5 separate regions of the Mus musculus genome follow, and all the other regions are linked to region 2. A link is a contact called in public Hi-C, HiCAR-type and promoter capture Hi-C data. All regions are on one chromosome and are shown on one strand. Each heading gives the region's core, a stretch centred on a gene start, on an enhancer-like site or on the middle of the called end of the contact. The rest is flanking DNA. Distances are from core to core; before and after follow the strand shown.

Evidence for each region. Promoter capture Hi-C pulls out the DNA fragments that hold promoters and counts their contacts. Hi-C and Micro-C count contacts between places; a contact is called where the count stands out from the background. HiCAR-type assays count read pairs that join an accessible place to other places.
Region 1: a promoter capture Hi-C map of liver shows a contact between it and region 2, with 2.2 times the contacts expected there. The contact joins the enhancer-like site here to the promoter of Lztfl1 in region 2. A contact is called at or near these places in 7 of 39 promoter capture datasets (the 3T3-L1 cell line, the C10 cell line, cranial neural crest and 3 more), 2 of 484 Hi-C or Micro-C datasets (CD4 T cells and embryonic stem cells), 4 of 115 datasets of contacts at active chromatin or transcription factors (astrocytes, bone marrow-derived macrophages, effector CD8 T cells and 1 more) and 2 of 9 other capture datasets (adipose tissue and liver).
Region 3: a contact with region 2 is called in a Hi-C map of uterus, with 5 times the contacts expected there. The contact joins the promoter of Tcaim here to the promoter of Lztfl1 in region 2. A contact is called at or near these places in 2 of 39 promoter capture datasets (hippocampal neurons and liver) and 1 of 484 Hi-C or Micro-C datasets (uterus).
Region 4: a Hi-C map of uterus shows a contact between it and region 2, with 3 times the contacts expected there. The contact joins the promoter of Zdhhc3 here to the promoter of Lztfl1 in region 2. A contact is called at or near these places in 2 of 39 promoter capture datasets (hippocampal neurons and liver), 3 of 484 Hi-C or Micro-C datasets (embryonic stem cells, muscle stem cells and uterus), 2 of 115 datasets of contacts at active chromatin or transcription factors (bone marrow-derived macrophages and memory CD8 T cells) and 1 of 9 other capture datasets (adipose tissue).
Region 5: a HiCAR-type map of astrocytes shows a contact between it and region 2, with 3 times the contacts expected there. The contact joins the promoter of Zkscan7 here to the promoter of Lztfl1 in region 2.

Annotation. Positions count from the first base shown.
Region 1 is chr9:124,271,915-124,274,614 of GRCm38.p6, forward strand. All of the region lies in intron 1 of Gm39469 (zinc finger protein 431-like), which reads right to left. Among named protein-coding and RNA genes, the nearest start is that of Gm39469, 10 kb to the right of the region's middle. Within about 2 kb of position 1,422, at least 17 of the 459 cell types and tissues checked have an H3K27ac peak or open chromatin away from gene starts, as enhancers often do. A contact at or near this core is called in liver, where this site is marked.
Region 2 is chr9:123,716,352-123,719,093 of GRCm38.p6, forward strand. It overlaps Lztfl1 (leucine zipper transcription factor-like 1), which reads right to left and starts at 1,274. Exons shown (of 10, transcript NM_033322.3): 1 at 1,175-1,274. The coding sequence starts at 1,177.
Region 3 is chr9:122,804,220-122,806,922 of GRCm38.p6, forward strand. Tcaim (T cell activation inhibitor, mitochondrial) reads left to right here and starts at 1,328. Exons shown (of 11, transcript NM_001013405.2): 1 at 1,328-1,469.
Region 4 is chr9:123,111,750-123,114,449 of GRCm38.p6, forward strand. Zdhhc3 (zinc finger, DHHC domain containing 3) reads right to left here and starts at 1,445. Exons shown (of 7, transcript NM_001372538.1): 1 at 1,247-1,445. Exosc7 (exosome component 7) reads left to right here and starts at 1,482. Exons shown (of 8, transcript NM_001081188.1): 1 at 1,482-1,573. The coding sequence starts at 1,517.
Region 5 is chr9:122,885,436-122,888,138 of GRCm38.p6, forward strand. It overlaps Zkscan7 (zinc finger with KRAB and SCAN domains 7), which reads left to right and starts at 1,383. Exons shown (of 6, transcript NM_001177505.2): 1 at 1,383-1,630. It also overlaps a transcript of Zfp445 not described here.

The DNA of each region.
Region 1 (2,700 bases), core at 172-2,671, 560 kb after region 2:
GTGGCAGGTATATCTCATTGAGTTGGATGCCAGCCTGGTCTATCCAGAACAGCCAGAGGTATATATTAAGACCCTGTCTCTCCTGTAAAAATCAATCAAACAAACAAGAAAGAGAGAAAGAACTCAGAGGTTTTTACTGGAGTTCCTACAAAGAATGATACATTCACTCCAGTTCTATATTCATCTCTCAGAATACTGAAGTGCCCAAATTTAAACTATTAATCGTAATGAGATCTTACTAAAAGGGGATGCATCTTTAAACAGACACAAACAGACAGATGAAAATATTGGCAATGTAAATGTTGGTCCTAAACAAGCAACATAGGACAGGATAGATGGCTCAGCAGTGAAGAGCTCTTGATGGTATTGCAAATAATTGAGCTCAATTGCCAGTACTTACAAGGGGGATTCACAACTATCCATTACTCCAAGGGCAGGAATTCTGAAGCTATCTTCTGACTACTATGGGGACCAGGCATTACATTAAGTGGATATTCGTGCACACAGACAAAATACCCATATTCATTAAAAAGTCAAAACAAACACAACAAAAAGGAAGAGTGTTATCACCTAAAATCCAATGTCTCAGAAACCTCAGACAGTAAACCTCAGGCAGTATTAATGTCATGAATATATGCCATCCTGAGAAATAGAATATTCTCTCTGCCAAATTTCAAAGTTCACAACATGGATGAAAATAAATACAGCAGCGTATGGTTTGCACTTACAAAAACCTACATTACAAGTCCATCAGCAAATAATATAAAAACAAACAAACAAGCCAGGCATGCTGGTCAACATTTAATTCCAGCACTCTGGAGCTAGAGTCAGGAGGACCTTTAAGTTTGAGGCCCACATACTCTATACACCTATTTTCAGGATAGTCAGGGTGAGAAAAAAAAAAAAAAACTTTGTCTTCAAAAACAAAAACAGAAACATAACCAACAAAATTAAAAATTTAAAAACACCAGGTTTAGCACTGAATAATTATTTCAACTGTGTTTTATGTGATTTACAGGTAGAGTCTATAATGGTAAAGGCAAGACAATATGAGAAGGAACTGAGTGATCAGGTTCCACCATAACACAGTAGACACACACACACACACACACACACACACACACACACACACGAAATGGGTTGAGTCTATAGACACTTAAATCTCAACCCCAATAAGGAATCTAGAAAGGTTCCTCCTACAAAAGCTTCTATTGAGAGAACTGAGTCAGCCAGAGCCAGGCTGACTCCATGACAGGCTGCACACTGGCAGTTTGGGAGACTAGGCCTAAGTTTCTGTTTCCCAGAACTGGAAAAGTCCAAAATAGTCAATTCCAGGAAAACCACCCCTCACAGGCAGCCAATCAGAAGCTGCCAAGAGTTGCACCTGCCACCAGGCCTGAGCCAAGACTGAGCCAAGAATAGTTAATGAATAATGGTTCTGGAAAGTTCCCAAAATTCCCCCAGAACACTGACCAATCCCAAAGCCACCCATACCCCTGGAAATTGAGCCAACCAATCAGGATAAAGGTCAACTACTCCTCCCTGGTATTCCCCTAATTGGCTTTAAATTGAGCTTGCAAAATTTACATGTCTGTCTCCATCCTATTGAATAGTAGACCCCTGCATGCTAGAATTCTGCAGAATAAAATGATCTTTGTTTTTGCATGCTACTTGAGTCTGAGGTCTTCCTTCAATGATTCTTGTACCCTAACATTATAAGACCCCCAAAGAAAGCCAAAAAGAAGAGATAAGTGTTCAAAAATATCACCCTGTCTGGGAGCTTTTCTGATTCAATCAACTACATTCTGACCCTGGCCACTATAGGCTCATGGTCATCCATGATGAAAATGCATTCAGTTTAGCTTCAATGATCCTAATAGTCTGCAGCAGCCCATACACTCTTTGAATGTCCAAAGTCTCTTCTGACACTTAAGACAATCTCTTGATTGTCCCATCTTATAAAATCAGAAATCAAGCTATATCTTTCCAACATATAACAGAACAGAATATCCCTTCCCATTCCAATATAGAGGAATGTGTACATAATGAGGAAAGACTGGACTAAAGCCAGAAACACAGTAGGGCAAACAACAAATCCTGCAGACCTGCCTCAGACACATCGGGCCTCAGTTTTAAAAGGCTTAGATTGTCTCATCCCTGCAACCTCTCATGCACCTCTTGGATAGTTTTTTTCCATTCCCTGTATACACCTCTCCGTGGCAGGTGTCTCATAGCTTAGGTATCTCAACATCTTGTGGTCTCAAAATGCAACTCAGGTTTCATCCTCACAGGTTTCTGCAATGTACTCTCACAGTAACTTTCCTCACTCAGGCTCTAAGTCTGTCAAACATAGATGGCTGGAACAGTGCAGAACTGAAATCACAGAGGAAGAATCCATGACCTTAAATTTTGCATCTTTTTTTTCTTTTTTCTTTTCAATATCACTTTACTGGTAGTGTCTGGTTTAACATGAGGCACTTGACATGAAAGGGAACCCATGCCTAACACTGCCTGGATTTCTAGGACCCTTACAGAGACATAAATGGCAATCATGGAGCCAGCATGGATCTGTGCCAGGTGCTCTGCTAATATGTTATAGCTGTTAGCTTGGTGTTTTTGTGGGACTCCTAACAGTGGGAGAAGGTGTAACCCTGATTCTTTTGCTTGATCATGAGACACTTTTCCTCCTATCACGTTGCC
Region 2 (2,742 bases), core at 24-2,523:
TACAGAGAGGATTCCAATATAGACAGGACTAAACAGAGAAACCCTGTCTTGAAACAGCAACAACAAAAACTGTCTTCTAGACATGACAGAACTGCTGGCCTAGAAACTCACAACTGTGGTCACCTGCACAAAGGTGCCAATCAACAATCCAGCACAGAGACGGGGAGGGGTTTATGAGATCGCACTTCTAGCTGAGCAGTTACTGACGGCTGAAGATTTATGAAGGGCAGAGAGACAGTTTCTTTTAAGAGTGTGGCCCAAGGAAGGTGATGGTCCCACACACATGAGTATATGTGCAGCATAAATTGGACTAGGTAGGCTTAAAAAAAACAGGACAGGAAGTAAACAATAATTCTGGAAGATGCTAGGGGATTTAAAATACATTGTATGAATGTATAAAATCTTTAAAGGATAATTTTTTTTAAAAAAGAGTGAGCTTATTGCTTAAAGTGTTTATTTTATGTGCATTGTTTGACAAATCATCTACACCCGGTTTCCAAGTGTTATCACAATGACATAAAAGAGTAAGAACACAAACAAGTACTAACTTTTTTGTGAAGCCACTAGCGTAATTTTTTTTTTTTTTTCGTTTTTGACATCAGAAGCAGGACCAGTTCCTAGCTCAGGATGGTTTAAGAAATGGTCTGTTTTGTTTAGATGTATACAAAGTGACACTTACTAGGAATTGATTGCTGGGATATGTCAGCAACCCACTTGAGCTTCACTTTCAATAACTTCTCTATGCCCAGCTATTTAAATTAATTGTACGATGAAAGGTTGGATGGACTGGCGTTTTCGCTTCAGTTTTATCTGTCTCAAAGTAAGCCCGAACTCTAATACCCAAATGGTCGTCAGACGTCCAAACAAAGAAAACAGCACCGATAATTAGTCAGTTGTAAAATCAGGTGCTTCAGAAAATTAGATTCAACCAAGTTCACACAGAAAGTTGGAACCAGCCCGTCATTCTTCACCCTGGCAAATGTGTGCGGCTGTGTCGGCCAGGGCTTCCCAGACCACAGCCAAGGACGAGGCGACAAGGCCGGAGGAAGGCTTCAGCAAGAAGCTGTCCCCGCGGCTCGGCCGACGTGACTCCCTCCCCGGCGAGGCCCCGCTCGCTCGCTCGCTCGCTCGCCCTCCGCACCCCGGCTGGGCCTCTCCCGACCAGGACACTCACCATGGTGGCGGCGGATCCGACAGGAAACAGGGAGGCCGGCACCGGGGCCTGAGGAACGGAGGTTGTTTAGAAGCCGCGCGTTGCCAATGGGAACGGAGACACGTGGGCCCTCGCTTGCACGCTATCATTGGCTCTCAGTGTCACGTGACGGATGATGTTGCGTAACTGGCTAATTTCCGCGGGTACATTGGCTTTGAGATCCGGAAGTCCCACCTTTTCTTGCCACGCTAACCTGGGGCGGTGCCTGCCGTTGCCAATGGCAACAGAGAAATTTCCGGTCGGGGGTGGGGGGGGGGAGCTGAGCAGCGCCTTAGGTGCCAGCGTGTTTGCCTACAATCAGGACAGAAGTTGGGCTTTGGCACCGGGATCCAGAGCTGGTGGTTCCAGACCTCTGAGAAGAACAGGCTGAGTGAACAGGGCTTCAGCGTGACTGCATCCGGCTATCAAGCTCATGCTGGCCCTGGTGCACGCCCTTCCTCCATCTGCATTGTTTTATAACGCTGGCAGAAGAGAATAACTTTACCTTTTTGGAAAAAAAATGTGCAAAAACATAGGTTTATATAGAGTAGTGAATTAGAGAGACAAACACTAGATTCGCCAGGAGAAGGTTGTGGAATAACGTCCTGATCTCCCTGGCGGAAGTTTTCACTTATGAAGTCTAACTTGAGTCATTAGAATCTTCAAGTTTTGGGATAGGTAAAGATCCTTTCCAAATCTGTTGGTGATCTTTTTGTCTTATTGACGGTGTCTTTTGCCTTGCAGAAGCTTTGCAATTTTATGAGGTCCTATTTATTGATTCTCGATCTTACAGCGCAAGCCACTGCTGTTCTATTCAGGAATTTTTCCCCTGTACCCATATCTTCGAGGCTTTTCCCTACTTTCTCCTCTATAAGTTTCACTGTCTCTGGTTTTATGTGAAGTTCCTTGATCCACTTAGATTTGACCTTAGTACAAGGAGATAGGAATGGATCAATTCGCAATCTTCTACATGATAACAGCCAGTTGTGCCAGCACCATTTGTTGAAAAATGCTGTCTTTTTTCCACTGGATGGTTTTAGCTCCCTTGTCAAAGATCAAGTGACCATAGGTGTGTGGGTTCATCTCTGGGTCTTCAATTCTGTTCCATTGGTCTACTTGTCTGTCGCTATACCAGTACCATGCAGTTTTTATCACAATTGCTCTGTAGTACAGCTTTAGGTCGGGCATAGCAAACACAGAAGTGGATGCTCACAGTCAGCTATTGAATGGACCACAGGGCCCCCAATGGAGGAACTAGAGAAAGCACCCAAGGAACTAAAGGGAACTGCAACCCTATAGGTGGAACAACAATATGAACTAACCAGTACCCCGGAGCTCTTGTCTCTAGCTGCATATGTAGCAGAAGATGGCCTAGTCGGCCATCACTGCAAAGAGAGGCCCATTGGACTTGCAAACTTTATATGCCCCAGTACAGGGGAACGCCAGGGCCAAAAAGGGGGAGTGGGTGGGTAGGGGTGGGGGTGGGTGGGTATGGGAGACTTTTGGTATAGCATTGGAAATGTAAATGAGCTAAATACCTAATAAAAATG
Region 3 (2,703 bases), core at 78-2,577, 910 kb before region 2:
CACCCCACCAAATGTCTAAGTTACCCTCCTAACAGCTCCCTTTCAGTGGGTCTCATATGACTATTACGTGTACGTTGTGGGAGGAGCACACATCCATGTGGATTTTTGCAGGACAGCGTTTTTGGAATCTGTTCTTTCCTTCCACCTCCATCTAGTTACGGTAATCAAACCACAGTGGTCAGGCTGGAGGGTCTGATAGCAAACACTTTCATCTGTTGGTCGACCTGGCAGCACAGTACTGTATGCTTTATGATAATATGTGACTAAGGACATTGCTAATGAAAATATTTTAAACAAATGTGCCAAAATATAAATATCTAACAAGGATTGTCCCAAAACACTAAGAAGTTAAAACTTCAGAAGTTGTCAGGTGGTGGTGGCCCATGCCTTTGATCCCAGCACTCAGGAGGCAGAGGCCAGCAGATCTCTCTTCAAGGCCAGCCTTGTCTACAGGACTACACGGAGAAATCCCGTCTCAAAACAAAAAACAAAAACTCCTTCAGAAACCACCTTCAGTATCTGTAGCCTATTCTCTTTAACATAGTCCTCACTCTAAATAGTACTGTACGCCACAAATTCAAGTCGTCTAGAGGGGAAAAGCCCTAAATAGGGTAATAAATGGGACAAGTATTTAAAGGAGTTCTCAAAATGGGTAGAGGCAGTGTCCTTAAATCTACAGTCTCACAAGGGCAGGAAAATTGAGTCCCAGCACTCTTAAGCTTGCGTGACATGTGGCGCACACACTGCCTCAGAGACAGGTGGGCAATTGTAAACTATGCTCCTGCAGACAAAGGACACGATGTGGGCCGCAAGGTCGTCTTCAGGAGAATGAAGATCTGAGAGAAGGGGTGGGATGGCTTCTTGCTGGTTGACCAAGCCAAGAGGTAGCAAAGCGAAAAGCAGTTTATATTCCATCATTTGCAGGTCTGGAGATCAGTTACAGACGTCCAATAAAGCAGTAAAAAGCCCATGCTGAGTACACTGAACGTTTAAAAACAGCCTAGTAAGGAGTCGCGATGTGTCATGCCTGTAATCAAAGCACGTAGGAGGCTGAAGCAGGAGAATTGCCGCAAGTTCAAGGCCAGCGTGGGTTACAGTGTGAGCCACTGTCCCAAATAATTAAACTATCTCAAATAGATTAGATTGAGGAAAAGTCAAGTGGGAAATGTAAGCCAGAGGAACCGGATCTTTCACACTCAGCTGCATCTGGGAAGCCTACCAAGACTACCAACGGCTGCTCAGCAAGAACTGCGTCACCAGAGCGCCTTGCATAGCTCCGCCCCTTCCCCCCTCCCCACCAGGGGCTGCGCGTGCGCGCTTTGGCCCCGCCCCTGCCTCCCGCTACTCCTTTACCTTTGCTTATCGTCCTCCCACCTGCCTGCCAATCATCTTTCTCCCTCAGACCTAGTCGGCCGGAAGAACCGGCTTGTGTCTCCCGAAGCTGCCTTCGGAAACCCGCAGATAGCGGGGTAAGGACACCGCTTTGAAGCGGGGTGGGAGGCCGCTGAGAGCCGACGTCCTGGCTGGGAGCCGCTTGCCGGCCTTGCGCAGGCGTTCTAGGAGGAAGGTCGGTCCGCCTTAGCCAATGAGCATGGTTCGTGCGGCCTGCCGGCTCCAAGTGTCGGGGCGTCCAAGCACGAACCCAGGCCTCTGAGACAGTGGGCCAGACCTGTCAGGAGCTCCCTGCAGAGCGAAAGTTGCCCAGGGACTCCACACTTGCCACACAGGCCTTGGCCTGTGCGTGCTGAGGCGTAGGCGAGGCTGTCAGATGGGAGCTGGGTTTAGGCTGCTGCTGGGAGAGCCTTGAGGCTGGTGGGGCCCTGGGAGGAGCTGCACCCCAAGTTGCGGACCTGTCCATTCACCTCTAGACCTGTAATCAAACTTATGGCTAAGTAGACTCTCAGAGGGGAGTCTGAGGCGTAGATTACTCAAGTGCACTTCACCACTAAAGAGCTTAAGGAGTGTGCTAATTCATTCAAGACATCTGTGGAATGTGTGTGTGCGAATGGGTTTAAGATTGTAGGATAATGGTAAAAGGAAACAGGATCAGGCTGAATTTTATCAGTTTGAGACCACCGATTGGAGATTCCAGATTTAATGTGGAGTTCATATAGTTTTAAAAAGGTGTCAAAGTTTGGTTGGCTGGTTGGTTGGTTAGATTTGTCTACAGATGGCCTACTGAAAAGGAACTGGAGATGCCTGCCATCCCTTGGCTTAGTGTTGATGAAGGAGTTTTAAGCTCAGGGAAATTGCAGTGCTAGAGTGGGTACTCTCTGAAAAACCTGATCCCTCATAATGGAAAGGCCCAGAAGACATGCCCTACACTAACCTATAAGATGAAAATGGTTTGAGGGGGCAACAGCAGGTCCGAAGAGTTTTTGTCGTAATTTTTTCTCTTGTGCCAGATCTTAGGGTTCAGTGGGTGTAATTGGACCTTGGAGTAGCACCAGTGCCTGTATATATTAGGTCAGGCTGGGCCAGAAGTGCCTGAATCCTTCTTGAAACTGTAGAGTTTGTAGTTATGATTTAACTCTCCAGCAAGATACAAAAGGAAAGCTAAAGAATTTGTTATCTAGCCAGGCGATGGTGGAGTGTCATTAATCCCAGCAATGGGAGGCAACAGGAGGCAGAGACAGTTGGATCTCTGTGAGTTCAAGGCCAGCATGGTCTACAGAATGAGGTCCAGGACAGCTAGGGGTGTTA
Region 4 (2,700 bases), core at 195-2,694, 600 kb before region 2:
AAAGGAAGAAAGCCGTCTGGCTCCACCTTTTCCAGTTACCCTAGAGGGCAAAGTCCAACCCTACAGGAAGCCGTCTCAGGAGCACCTGTAGTAAGTATTATGTATGGACGCAGGAAATTCATATCCAGTCTATCAAGAAGAGGCTATCATTTGAGGGCTCAGCAGCTAACAGTTCAGTACCTAGGAATATAGCCAGGCACTTCCTGTTACTGTTGAAATCTCAGCGTAGTCAGTAATCCACTATGACAACTCTAATCACCATGCTCTGTGGCTATGCTCACAAGAGCCTTCCCTTCTACCCTGGAGGACTCTGGTTAGTGTTCTGTTTACTTACTTAGTTAGCACAAGAGAAAAAAAGCCTTTTTTCGACGAGTGGGGGCAGTGTCTTTGAGACAGGATCTCACTATGTGGCTCAGGCTGTCCTTGAACTCACAGTGTAGAACAGGCTGACCTCGAATTCAGAGATCCGCCTAGCTCTGTCTCCCAAACGCTGGGATTAAAGGCAAAGGGTGGCCAGCACCTTTTATTTCTTGATGATTAAGCTGAAGGGTTACTTTTGTTTAAAATAGAACACCAGGTAAGTCTCTACCAAGTCTCCCCTCATTTTCTCAGAGAGACCCTTTAAAACTTAGTTCATATCCCCTCTCTTCCTTAAAGGGCCCCTCACTATGACCCCAGCTTCACCTTGCAGGCATCCTTTCTGGATAACCTAGGTCCCATATCCTCCCAGGGTCGGTTTTCTTTCATGAAGTTATCCATCTTCCCCGGAGATCCCTTCCATCCAGGCATCCCGAAGTGCAAGACACTCTCCCTACTCTCTTTGGGACAATACTCCAGCAACCGCACGGGGCAAGGGTAACTTGCAAAGCTCTGGGCCATTATCTGATGATGGGCAGTAGGGGAGGAAAGGATGAGGGAAGACAGGACAGAGATCGATCCCTGGAATGGAAGGAGGGGTGAGAAAATTGAGAAGCTGGCGCCCCATTCCTGGTGCAGACCCTTCCCGACCAGTGACCTAATGAGGGATCCATGGTCTCTTTCCTTCAGCCATCCTAGGGACCAACTAGGAGGGGGTTGAGGAGATGGTCCCTCATGGGCAGCACGACTTCCGCCTTCCTGAAGTGTCTCACGTGCGCGCGCTCGGCTACTTCGACTCCGGCCCGAGCGCTCGGGTTGCGCGCTTCCCATCCAGTCCCGGCTGGGGCCCCGCGCCTCCCTCCTTCTGGGGCTTCCCCACTGCACTGACCGTCAATCTGGAGGCAGCTAGCAGTCCCGCGCCGCCTGCTGCTGCCCCGGGGCCCAGCCGCCAGCGTCCGCGATGGCACGGGCACCCGGCGCCACGGCTTGCCGGACTCGGCCTCACACGGGGCGGTGCGAAGGAGAAGCCCATGGAGCTCCAGGCGGTGGCGGCAGCCGCGGCTGCGGGAGCGGCCACCGCGCGGGCTGATGACGCGCAGGCGCGGTGGGGAGAGGCGCGAGCTGATGACACGCCAGCGCGCGCGGTGAGCTGAGCAGCATGGCGTCGGTGGCGCTAAGCGAGGCCGAGAAGGTCTACATCGTTCATGGAGTGCAGGTAGCGGTGGCGGCCGCGAGTGCAGGCCATATTGCGCAGGGAGGAGGTGCGGGGCGGCCACGTGGTCAGGACGGACGCCCGAGGCTTAGTGCTGCAGCGAGTGTGCGTCCTGTATGCCTAGATGTCCACAGCTCTCGGGATGGAGGAGATTCCTAGCTCATCAGGGAGCGGCGGGCGGGCAGTTCCCGAGGCTGCAGTTTAATGAAGGAATGTCCTTGTGGCCTCTGCACGACCTGAGAGTGCAGTGCCCGAGATCCTGTAATCAGAATAGCGGCACGTGAATGGACTCTGGTGACTTTGCACACAGAGGCCGTGTATCCGAGGGGGAAAAGGACTTTAAAATTCTGACAGCAAACACCACACGCCACACACCCCCTAAAAACAGGAAAGAAGGAAATGCATCGGTAATAGAGTGCGTGCTTAGCATGCTCCAGACCTTGGTGGCTGGCACCTGTAATCCCAGCAGCTGGGAAGTGGAGACAAGAGAATCAGGAGTTTAAGGCCAGACTGAGCTATAAAGACCCAATCTTAAGAGAAATCACGCTGACATATACACACACATGTCTTACAAATAGAGAAAAATAGGGAGTGTTTTTCTTTCTGGCGGTGCTGGAGGTTGAACCTCTTGGCCTTGTGCATGCTAGGCAGGCATTCTATCATGGAACCGCATTCTCAACCCTTTTGTTTTTTTGCTTTTTTTTTTTGAGGAGGAGAGCTTTATATCCAAGGCTGGTGTGTAACTCCTATCAGTCCTGCCTTGGCAGAAGGCATGCCTTTTCACCACCCGCTGAGAAGAATTTTTCAAAGCAGACTGGTAGTCTATGGTGTAATTGTTGATTTACCTGTTTTACTTGTGGGGCGCTTAGATCTTTGGGTAGCTACAATGACTACCGCGATCTGGGCTCAGTCCTGCTTTTGAACGTTCAAGAGAAGTGAAGAATGTTTCCTGGCAACCATAATCTAGTATTCTACAAGCCTTGTCCCTACAGTTGATCTTGTGATGTAGTCATCATAGTAAGGTGACCTGTTACCATTTAAACTACATAATGCAAGTGAAAGCATGTTCTTTTCTAAATCATATGACATACTGTTATTTTCTACTTCATATAGAGTAAGGAATGCCAAAA
Region 5 (2,703 bases), core at 133-2,632, 830 kb before region 2:
TTTTTTCTGTGCATCCCTTTTGGATCCCCTCTTAGTAATGACTCCTGTTCATGCTACCTCGCATGGTTCCTCCTCAGACCCAGGTTTCTCCTTTAATAAACCCTCATAGGAGGTCCCCCTCTTTGAGGGGCCCCTACCTCAGCATTCCTGTTATAATTATTCCCCAGATACAGATGACCACCACTCCCAGGGTTGTACTACGAAATAGAAGGATGCTGGACCTCCTGACAGCAGAACAGGGTAGAGGGGGAAGCTCGTGTCATCCTGGAGTAAGAATGTTGTTTCTCTGTAAATGAATTGAAATTGGTTGAACAAAATATTAAGACCCTTTGTATTAGATCATTATATCATGTGATATATATATATATATTTTACTAACCTGTGAATCAAAAAAGCAAGCAGTAAGCATCACACCTTACACACAAAGAATCAGGGCCACAGATTGTGCTATTTGAGCCCATAAATGTGTATTTTATAAATCCAAAGCACAGGAATAAAAGTATTTACAAAACTATAATAGTTAAAGAAATTTCAATAAAGAAAGTCATAACAAATTTGAATTCTCAGAGAATTGTCCTCTGAGAGGGACCTACCCTTTTATAGTAAATAAAGTTCTCCATCTTGTTAGATAGCAAACTTTATAACACAATTAATCCTTCCTGAGACTGGCACTTTGAGGTGAGATGACCTCAGAGATAAATTTAGGGTAAAAGAGCCAAGGAAAGAACACCCTGACCCAGACTTGACCCCTAGACCCCAAGAAACAGTTCCACCAATCCCTGAGTTTGCCCCAAACTCTGACTAGAATCCCACAAATCCCAGACTGCCCCAGAAGTCCCATCCCTCACTGAAACCTATATAAGGCCTGCCTTCTCCTCAGTTCCCCCTGCTCCTTGCCTGAGCAGAGGCAGCCACTCTTCTGGGTTTTCCCTTCCGATAAATCTATGTGAGATTTGTTGTGTGGTGTGACTTTGTGGTATTCCTTGACTCCCGATTGCCAGGGTACCTTTCCCAGGAAAGCTGTAACACTTACATCGGGGGAACCTTTGCCTGCTCAAGCAGAACTGTACAGTTGCGGGAACCTTCCCCTTAATGGAACCGAGCTGTAACACAATTAGGAATTGGGCTCTAATTGTATAGGGCATCATCAGGGACAGGCTGGTCTGTCAAAGTCTGATTGTTGGAAAGTATGGCTTTGCTTTTTTTGACCTTTTTATGTCAAGAGTGAGGTCTCTGGAATCTGAATGACTCTAAGTTCAGCATGACACCCTCTTGTGCCCCAGATGTTCCCTGGGTAAAAAAAAATCTTAGCGTTCAAGATTATTGCTCACCTTGGCAACCAAGACTTCCGGAATCCAGGAGGTACCGGAAGTGATGCTCTCATGCTTCCCGTCCCGCCGTCGTTGCCATTTCCTAGTGTCCTGGAGGTGTGTGGGGCCGTTGAGCCGTCACGCATGACGGTGGCGACGCGGTGGAAAGTGCGGCCCGCACTCGGGCCGCGACGCGGGCGGTGCCGGGGTGCTTACCCGAGGCGGAGCCGCGTCGTCCTCGTGTTGTGGTCGCTCGGCTTGGGGTCGGCTCGAGTTGTTGGCTCCCGTGCGTCAGCGCTGCACGGGGCAGACGCGGCCAGGTGAGCGGCTACCGAGGCAGGACCGTGACTCTGGAGTGAGCCCCACGCGAGCTCGCAGATTAGACGTGCAGCGAGACCTGCCGCTTAGCACTCGGCACAGTAAGGACCGCAGGAAAGTGTCCTGTGCTCTTGTGTACTCTCGGAGAGTTCACAGATTACTCCATCTGTCTTAAAAACAAAACAAAACAAAACAAAACAAAACAGGCTCAGAGGAAAATGTCTAACCCTGGGGTCTCCAGTGCCTGATATCTGATATCTCAAACCACGGCACACATCCTAGTTGCCCCAGAGGATCTGGTTTTCAAATGGCATGCATAAACGGAAAGGAAAATGGCTTTTCCCAAATTTTGTCCACTAAACTAACCACATTCGTGTAACATATCTCTCTCCCTGTGTAACACATATGCACGCGTGCAGGACTGGGAAGCAGTCCTGCCTTTTGAATCTTCGCAGGAAACAGAGCCCTGAGTAAACTGCAAACAATTGCATTAAGAGAAGTGATCCAACAGAGTTATGGGTGGAGAGTAGTCCGTGGGATTACTGAAGCTATAAACAGTGGTATGCCCGGAGAGACCAGAAAGTTAAAGTTAAGTTCCAAGTTAAGTAGAAAAGACTTCCAAAAGTTTTAATACTAGTTCCTCCCTTTGGGTGACCCTCCAGTAGTTTAGAGGCCATGACTGGTGAGTTCCTCATAAACAGTTGAAGTACACTGTTATAGTATGAGGTACAGCAAGGGAAATGAGCCATTGTTTTATATCTGGGGAAAGCAGGAAAATATCCTTCAAGAGAGGTGTTATTTATTCGGAGTCTTGACACTTGATTAAGAGTTTGTCAGAAATGACGGGAAAAAACAGGGAAGGTGCAGACAGGTAAAGTGTGGTCCCCACCCCCTTATTTGTAAAGTGTTAGCCCCAAACTTTAGTACATCTTTACCAGCTGAGTTTTGAGCCTCCACTCCCAGCACAAGTTTATGAAAAAATTAAAGATAAATCCTATTTGAATTTCAGTGCTTACTACAGGACATATTAAATAGTTAAATCATTTAGTATTTTCTTTAACATCCAGTTTCCTTG